2 separate regions of the Mus musculus genome follow, and region 2 is linked to region 1. The links are chromatin contacts, called in public Micro-C maps. All regions are on one chromosome and are shown on one strand. Each heading gives the region's core, a stretch centred on a gene start, on an enhancer-like site or on the middle of the called end of the contact. The rest is flanking DNA. Distances are from core to core; before and after follow the strand shown.

The links. Hi-C and Micro-C count contacts between places; a contact is called where the count stands out from the background.
Region 2: a Micro-C map of embryonic stem cells shows a contact between it and region 1, with 1.8 times the contacts expected there. The contact joins the promoter of Sned1 here to the promoter of Kif1a in region 1. A contact is called at or near these places in 7 of 39 promoter capture datasets (the HPC-7 cell line, embryonic stem cells, epiblast stem cells and 3 more), 2 of 484 Hi-C or Micro-C datasets (embryonic stem cells and uterus), 1 of 115 datasets of contacts at active chromatin or transcription factors (embryonic stem cells) and 1 of 9 other capture datasets (pancreatic islet).

Annotation. Positions count from the first base shown.
Region 1 is chr1:93,100,066-93,104,175 of GRCm38.p6, reverse strand. Kif1a (kinesin family member 1A) reads left to right here and starts at 2,302. Exons shown (of 49, transcript NM_001368847.1): 1 at 2,302-2,413.
Region 2 is chr1:93,233,688-93,237,797 of GRCm38.p6, reverse strand. Sned1 (sushi, nidogen and EGF-like domains 1) reads right to left here and starts at 1,901. Exons shown (of 31, transcript NM_172463.4): 1 at 1,597-1,901. The coding sequence starts at 1,809.

The DNA.
Region 1 (4,110 bases), core at 1,053-3,552:
AATACTGAAAGGCTTTGAGAGAGCTATGAACAGAATCCAAAGATGAAGGAAATAGCAGATGACAAATGAAGTAAGTAAAATAATGGGGAAACCAAGAAGATGCACAAAACTAACGTTGAACTTCTGACAATATTTTTAAACCATACTGAAAAGAAGAAATGGGAGCTGGGCAGATGGCTCAGTAGGTAAGGGTTTGCTTCAAAGGCTTGAAGGACTGGAGCTCAGATTTCCCCGTCCCTGGACCTGCCTGTAAGAAAGAGAGAGAGAGAGAGAGAGAGAGAGAGAGAGAGAGAGAGAGAGAGAGAGAGAGAGAGAGAGAGAAGACAGAAGAGAGAGAGAGAAGACAGACAGAAGAGAGAGGAGAGTAGATCAGCAAGCTCCGGGTGGGCAACTGAGGAAGACGTTCAGTGTCAACATCTGGCTGTTACATGTTTGTGCACACATACAAAGCACCTGCACACACATGTTGTCTCCCTCATGAATGCATCATGCACACTCCACAAAGTGGGAGGAATGTATATAACAGAGATTTTTTTTTTAAAGTGCAGACACAATAAGTGTAAGAATGGTGTGGTGGTCCGTCTTCACTGACAACCTGGCTGAAGTTTAAACTCCCAGGAGGACTTTGTCTATGAGGTGTTTCCTGAAAGGAGGAAAGAACCCACCCTGAATGTGGGCAGCGCAATCTCATGGGCTGCGGTCCTGAACGGAATAAAAAAGGAAGTGATCTGGGACCAGCATTCCTTGCTCTCTGCTTCCCTACTGTGGACACGATGTGACTGACTGCCTTAAGCTCTGGCTAACTCACTCATCCTCCCAGAAACAAGCCTTCCCGCTGCAATGAACAGTATACTTTTTCAAGCCATGCACTACAATAAACTCTTTCTTTCTGTTAGTCGCTCTTGTCACAGCAATGGACCAAATTAGTGAACATACCTCCACATGCTAGCAATTCAAATATCCAAACGAGAGGAATGTCTAGAAAAAGCTGTGCCGGGATTAACAAGTGCAGCGGAAAATGGAGTCATAAACACTGTGCCTTTCTGTTCCTGCCATCCTTGAAGGTATTCTTATTCGGGTGATATTGAGGAACAGAAAGGGGTGAAGCTTCCCCCCACCCCGGCTTTGGAGGGGTGGGGCGGGAAAGGGGGTAGTCTCAGTCAGAAGATGGGGATCTGGCCTGTGCTGCCTACCAGTGCTGCTGCCTCTTGCTACACAGTTGCCAACTGAGGTTGGGCCCCCGCCTCACTCAGGCTGCTGTGGATTAAGTGGACAACCATTTAAAGTGCCCAGCAACTGCCAGGGGTAGAGGATGCTGCTGGCAGGAGCTTTTTGAAGAGGAAGCTTGAAACCCTAGTTTTATGGTAACGTGATGTCATCACTCCCACCACCGCAGTGCGGGGAGTCCTGGTGGGAGAGCTGACCATAGGCCTTAGCTGAGTTACTCAGCCCCGGGCTGTGGTTGGCCCTGTAATTCACCCAGCTGCCAGCCAACCCTCACTGAAAAAGGAAAATCTGAGACTTGGTGAAGGCTGAGGTTTGCCATCGAGGATCCAGGGAAGCGTGTGGGTTGAAGTCCTGAGGATTTAGGCTGGAGTGACCGTGTGTGATGATGGTCTAGGACCCATGGAACAGGGAGGGGGACAAGGAGGAGATCTCCACCTGACGGAAGGATGTGTGAGGAAAAGAGGTGCGGGTTAGCCTGCCGTCTGTAGCTTCACCCAGTCAGCAGAGCTCTCTGCAACGCTCTGACTTTTCTCTGGTGATAGGGCCCAAAAGCCAGATGAGATTTTTGAGACCTACCTGTTAACACTTGGAGTCTAAATCCCTAACCCGCCCCAAAATCCCCTCTTCAGTGAAAGATGCGCCTCAACCCCATCCTAGCCTTCCCCCCACCCCCCACGATAAGCCTGTGTTGATGTCTCTTGGTCCTGCAGATGGATGTTTTACAGTTTTTATGATTTCAATTGAAAGCAGTCAGCATGAGGAAGGGCTCAGGGTCTGCAGGCAGGTTCAGCTGGGCGCCACCGGGTCCCTCTCCTTTGGGAGTGATAGGCACTGCTGAGCGAGGGGGTGCTGCACCCGATTACGGGCGTCCGTCTCCCACCTCTCACTGGTGATGTCACAGCCCTGCCCCAACCCCCTCCCGCTCCAACCTCGTCTCTTCTGTGCCGCTTTGCCCGTCCCTCTCCCTGTGCGACAAACCAGCTGGCGGCTGAGCCTCGGACGCAGCGCTCAGCCAACCAGCGCATCGGGAGGGGCTTGGGGAGGGCCGGGTCGGGGGCGCGGAGCCCGTCACGCGGTGCCATCGTCACAGCACCAGGAGCAGGCAGTAAGAAGCATCAGTTCCAGGATCGGGGACCCTCCCCGGTGCCAGTGCCCATGCACGGCTATCCCCAGTGACGCCTGAGAGGTAAGGCTACTGCCCCCACGGCCTGTCGCCATCCGCGCTCATCATCCCGCACCTGTCCCTGGCATCGGGCACCCGCACTAAATGTGCATCTGATGGGAGATTCCGGACCAACGCCAATGTCCTTGTCGCAGCCCGAAGCGCGGGCTTGGAGCTGCGGCTTCCCTTCCCCCGACCTTCCCCCGCCTCTTAGAAGAACAAAGGGGCGAATTCAGGGGTGTCAGTGCTTCCTGCGAAGCTTTTCAGGGCCACAGAAAAGACTCTTTTGCTGAGGCGCGATACTTGGCCCATGTGGGTGGAGGTCGCCAGCTAGAGGAACAAGCAGATCTGGGCACAGCCTCCTTTCCCCGTATCCCTCCACTGCAGAGGAGCTACCCAGAGGGATGCGACAGAACCGCGGGGGAGGGGAGGCAGAGATGCCAAGTAGGGACCAGGACTAGGCTGAGGGGCGTCGAGACGGGGCACGGCTGCTGATCCAGGCCCTAGGGAGAGTACGCGGGGCAGCCGCTCTGGTCTCTGGTGGGGGAGGGCAGATGCTGGAGCCGACAGCAAAACAGGCGGGCGGGGCGGGGGATGCGGAGCCACGGCCAGGCACTGGCTTAATGCTGCCCATCACTCCTAGTGCTCCCGATGCTCCTCCCTTCAGAGACCCCATTTCCCTTCCAGAAAGACACAGTGTGGGAGGAACCACCAGCAGACATGCCTGGCGGCTACAAAGCCAGTGCCCCAGTAACAGGTGTGGTCCCAGGCTGGAGGGAGGGGGCTGGGAGACGCGTCGTCTGGGATGACAGAGGTCTCGGGGAGTCTGGCGTCAGTTGACTCTAGGAACATTGCCTGTGAAGACCCTCGCATTCCCTCATTAAGCCACTCCTCTCCCCAGCTGCTTCCCTTGGGAAGGCCACCGCCCTCTGCTCCCGAAGGGACAGGGACCACATTGGGGCTAAGGGAGAGGGTGGGTCTGCGGTGCAGTGAGGTGCAGGCTGCTGGGGGCCGCAGGAACGGGAGCGGGAGGGGGAGGGGACAGAGGGATTGCCAAGTCATGGGGCCTGCTGGGCGCCGGCGCGACGTCGCCCGGGCGCGGACCCGATGCGCGCCCACGTCCCCAGGAATGGGAATTTTTTCTCTCTCAGAGACCAGAGGACCCGTCCCCCAGTGGCTAGCCTTCCTAAGAGGGGACCGCATTGCTGGGATTAAAGGCCTGCTAGGGCAAGCGGATTGGATCAAGTGACTGCTGGTGGAGGAGGTGCGGAGAGTCGCTGCCAGTGCTAGTCCAATCTTGGGGACCCGCAGCCTCAGCGCAAGTTCGCTGAAGACGCGGTCACTCCGAGCTGGCCGAAGGCGGCTGCCAGGGCAACGTGCCCAGCGCCTCTGTCTAAGGAGGCAGCGGCGGCTTCAGAAGCTGTGGGGTTCAGGGGGGCTGGGACCGCACCTGCGGCGGCCATTTTGCAGGTGTGGCTGGTCACCTGCCCTAGTCAGGCTGTAGGGAAGGGATGGACAGGACAGGCAGAGGGCTGTGGTGCATGCAGCAGGGTGAGGTGGGCTGTAGGGTCCAAGGCAGGCTTCAGATCTCCGCGAGCATGGTCTTCCAGAGGTTCTTTGCTTTTGGTGGGTGGGGTCACTATCCAGGTCTTCTTAGGCAGAGGGTGGCAGGAATCTCAGGGTCCTCTGGGTTTAAAACCTGGGAAGAGCCCTGTTCCCAA
Region 2 (4,110 bases), core at 652-3,151, 130 kb before region 1:
GAGTATTTTCTAAAGAGTATCTACATTTCAGGGAGAGGCTCTGGTAGGGTGTGTATTTCTCTAAGAGCCAGAGGTCGGTTGCTCATGTTAAAAAGGTCAACTAAACATTTTAATAATATTTTCACCTGTGACTTGGAGTGGAAAATCCAAGGCTAGCCAGAATGCTTAAAGAACATTTAGACAGCTCTGTTAGGGTGAGTCTCCACATTCCTAGGATGTACAGGCCTCTTCCTGCTGGGCAGACCCAGAACACAGCTCTTCTTGTCTACTGCCTACTATAAGAAATCTTTGCTCTGCCAAGTCCCAGGGCAGAAGGATTATCAGGGATGTCTTCCCTTTCTTCTCCCTCTATGCCCCTCCATGGTTATAGCACCAGGCACTGCCACCAAGGTGAGGAGGCCATTCTGAGTTGGCACAGGGAAGTCAGCCACCAGGTTGTGACACAGTGGTGGACTGTGTGATGTTTGTCACTGTGGGGTACAGGGTTCTGGAGATGGTGGTGGCGGTGAATAGGCCCCGTGGACAGTGGTGGCCAGGAGGATGGCAATGCAGACCACGTGGCTGGTGATGGAGGCAGTGTTCAAGATGGTAGGGATGACAGTATGGCGGCTGAAGGCAGCAGTGCTTATGGCGGAGGTGAGTGTGCCAGTGGAGGCGGTGATAGTGGATGTGGTGGCACTAATGGCAAAATCATTGGTAGAGCTAATGGTGATTGGTGTTGGATTCGGCAGAGGGTGTGTGAGAAGATGGTGCTTTAACTATAGACTACGTTGGCTCTGGCGTTTCTAAGTGGATTTGAGTAATTCAGGAGGCTCATTTCACTACAGATCATCCCTTTGTGCACAGGTGACTGGCGCAGGGTCAGACCCTGAGAACATGGAGGCTGGCACTCAGGTTCTGCAATCCACTGAGACCTCTCCAGCATTCGTGTCTGGGGCTGGAGTGAGGAATTACCCTTGGGAGCCCTGTTTAGAGGGTCTGATCTTGGTGGCCAACCTCCAGGGGACTAAGATGGGGAGGGGAAGGGGTAAGCCCCTCTACACTGCCCCTAGCTGCCAGCCCTGCCCAGCGCAGGTCTCCTGCAACTAAGCAAATCATGCCCGAATTCCTTCTGGCTGTGGGCCTTGGGTGTTAACTGTGGGTGAGGTTGAAATGGCTTAGAGAGGGCTGAGACCATCACAAGCCAGATACCCCACTAGGGTAACTGTGGCCAGAGGCCATGTGCCTACTACCACATAGCTCACTGTGAAGGAACAGGATCGAAGGCTCCCCACTAGGCACTGGGGGACCCGCAGCTCTGCGGAAGCCTGTCGAACTCTGCCAACGTCCCAAACAGGTCGGGCCTTGAGCAGCAGGGGCGCGCCGCGTTCCGCTGGCCTGGCTGTCGCCTAGGTGCCCTGGCGGTTGCTCGCCCCGCCCTGCCCACGCCTCTCCCGCCAGTCGCTGTCCGGCCTTGGCCGCGGGAGAGAGGAAGCGCTGTCCTCATTCCACCTCTGGCTGCCGCGGTGCCAAGTTGCTGGCGGCGGCAGCGGCAAGAGTTGGGGTGGAGGGCAGCGGCGCCCTCCCCGGAGCCCCCTCGAGCTCGGGGTTACTCACGTAGAGTCCGGAGTGCTCGGCGCCGAAGAACGGAAAGGGCACCGAGAGTGGTTGCAGCCCTGAGCCGCCGTCGTCCTGCTTCGGGGTGACGGTGTCGCCGCGCTTCGTGCCGAACGGGTAGAAGTCGGCGAGGGCCACGGCAGCGCGCACCCCGCGCGTCCCGAGCCCCAGGGCTGCGGCCAGCAGCAGCGCCCAGGCGGCGCCGAGGCGCATCGCCGGGATCTGAGGGCGGGCCACGGGGCTCGGGCAGGTGGCTGCAGTCACCGCACGACCGACTGGCCGCACAGTTCCCTTCCGCTAGCTCGCGTCGCACTCCGGAGACCCGCGCAGCTTAGGAAGGCGTGAGGCACGACTGCGGACCGCCTGCCTAACGCGGGGACCGGGGTTTAAATAGCCTGCCCAGCCGGCCACTCGGGAGGGGCGGGGAGAGGCGGGGTCATGCAAATAGTGGCATTTTTAACTTGCTGGTCCGCGGAGTGGGAGGGTGCGGGAGCGGAGCGTAGCTCCCAGGCCCTTCTGTGTCGAGGCTCATTAAAGCCGAACTAGTACTGGGTTGGCTCCACCTCCAAACCGAGGCCCTTTTGCTCTCTTGCATTTGGGCTATGTTGAGGTGAGGACTTACAGTCTCCTGTCACCAGCTTAAGGCCTGCCCACAGGAGGAGCGTGGGCAAACCCAGCAGTTCTGAAGCTGACTTGTTGCCCTAAGGCCTGATTTTGAACAGGCTTCCTGTGTGTCCTCTGGGGTCCCTGTCAGGCCAGAGCATCTGGCTTTTCCTGACAGAATGCCAGTCTGGGCCACTTCTCCCTACAACACTTACACAAACCTTGCGTGGCCACACCCCAGCCCTAAGTTAGGACATCAACTTTCAGAACCAGCTGAAACCTGTCCTAGGGTCTATTCCTTTTCTGGTTTCACTGAGGATGAACCTTGGGTCTGGGAGACTCGAAGACTTACTTAGCTTTCTCTCGTGTAAGGACTTTCCCCTATGGGATCAGTCATGCAGCACAGCTGGACAATGTTAGGGAAACCTGCGGGGTAGGCTGGTCACCCAGGCCCTGGGGGCAAGTTAGTTGCTGTGGCTCCTTAACCTTTCTCGATCTTCTTAAGAATTGCTTTGTAAGTGGCTGTCCTGCCTCAGGGGTGCAACCTGGTCTTTTTCTGTGTCCCCTTGGCGCCTCTTGGGGGCCTCAGTTCTCACCACCTTGTCTGCACCCAGATCCTACTGTTGGATAATGTGACTATAAGCCAAGTCTGGGATCCCCAAAGACAAGATGCTGCCTCTCAAAGAGAAGCAAGGAAGAAAAAGAAAAGCTACAGAAGTAGCAGCAGCTGCCCCGGAGATTCTGGTTTGTGCTGGCTTTGCATTTTTCTGGATTTCCCAAAATCTCTCTAACAAGCATGTGCTGTGTCTCAGTTCCACAAGGGACATTGCATATTATTTTTCAAGTATAGCAGAGAGTTCTCCGTGTGTCAGTCAGGGGTACCTAGCTTACACAGATCCTGTTCTTAGCAGACTCACCACTGTGATACGCCCAACCCTCAGCGTCGGGGACCAGGCACCAAATTTAAGGAGACCATTTTTGTTTGCACTGACCACGTCTACCCCACACCTGGTACATGGCTTGCCTTCCTCTGTCCCACCCCTCCAGCTTTGTGTAGTGATCCTGATTGGCAGAGGGGTAAGCCAAGGCTGGAGATGTGAAATGTTTTGCTGTACAGTTGGCTAGAGAAGATCAGCCTCTGGTGCCAGGCGTGGTGACGACTTTAATCCCAGCACTCAGGAGGCAGGTGGATCTCTGAGTTTGAGGCCAGAGTGAGTTCTAGGATAGGCAGAGCTATATGAAGAAACCCTGGCTAGCAAAAACAAAAACAAAACAAAAACCGATCAGCCCTTGGGCCAGGCTTCTGGATGTAAGAGTACTCTCTGGTAAACACCGTCGTCTCATTGACCAGACCACATCACGGTCAGGACCAGGCCTCGCAAGGCCTCCTGCACAGCTTCTAGCACAGAGCTGCCAGCAGGCCTGGCCACCATGCTGGGGACCTAAGAGCCTCTTGCTTTCTGGTGTTGGGCACAGGGCCTCCTTGGAAGCTCTATTCTCCTCTCTCATTGGCTTTCTCATACAGAAGTGTAGCAGGCAGCACCAAGCCTAGGGAGAACTCGGATTTGCCTTTCTGCCCATGGGGCACTGAGAAGAGCCCATAACTACCGATCCTTGCTCTCTCCAACCACACAACCTTGCTCTACCTATTGCCAGGCCACTGTTCCCATCTCAACGCTGCCAACCTTCTCCGGGAGCACATGCCTCAGAGGGTCCTAGTCAAGGGTTTGGGTCTGCTCAGGGATTTCTGGGTTGGCACAGCACTCAGCACACTATCAAGTACACAGCAGTGCTCAATAGCGTCGTTGAGTATCCCTCCAGGTGTGGTGAGACATGGGGTCCTGACTGCTTTCCACTAGAATCTCCTGACCAGCTGTGGGATACCAGGACAGAGGCCCATCTCAGAGCTGG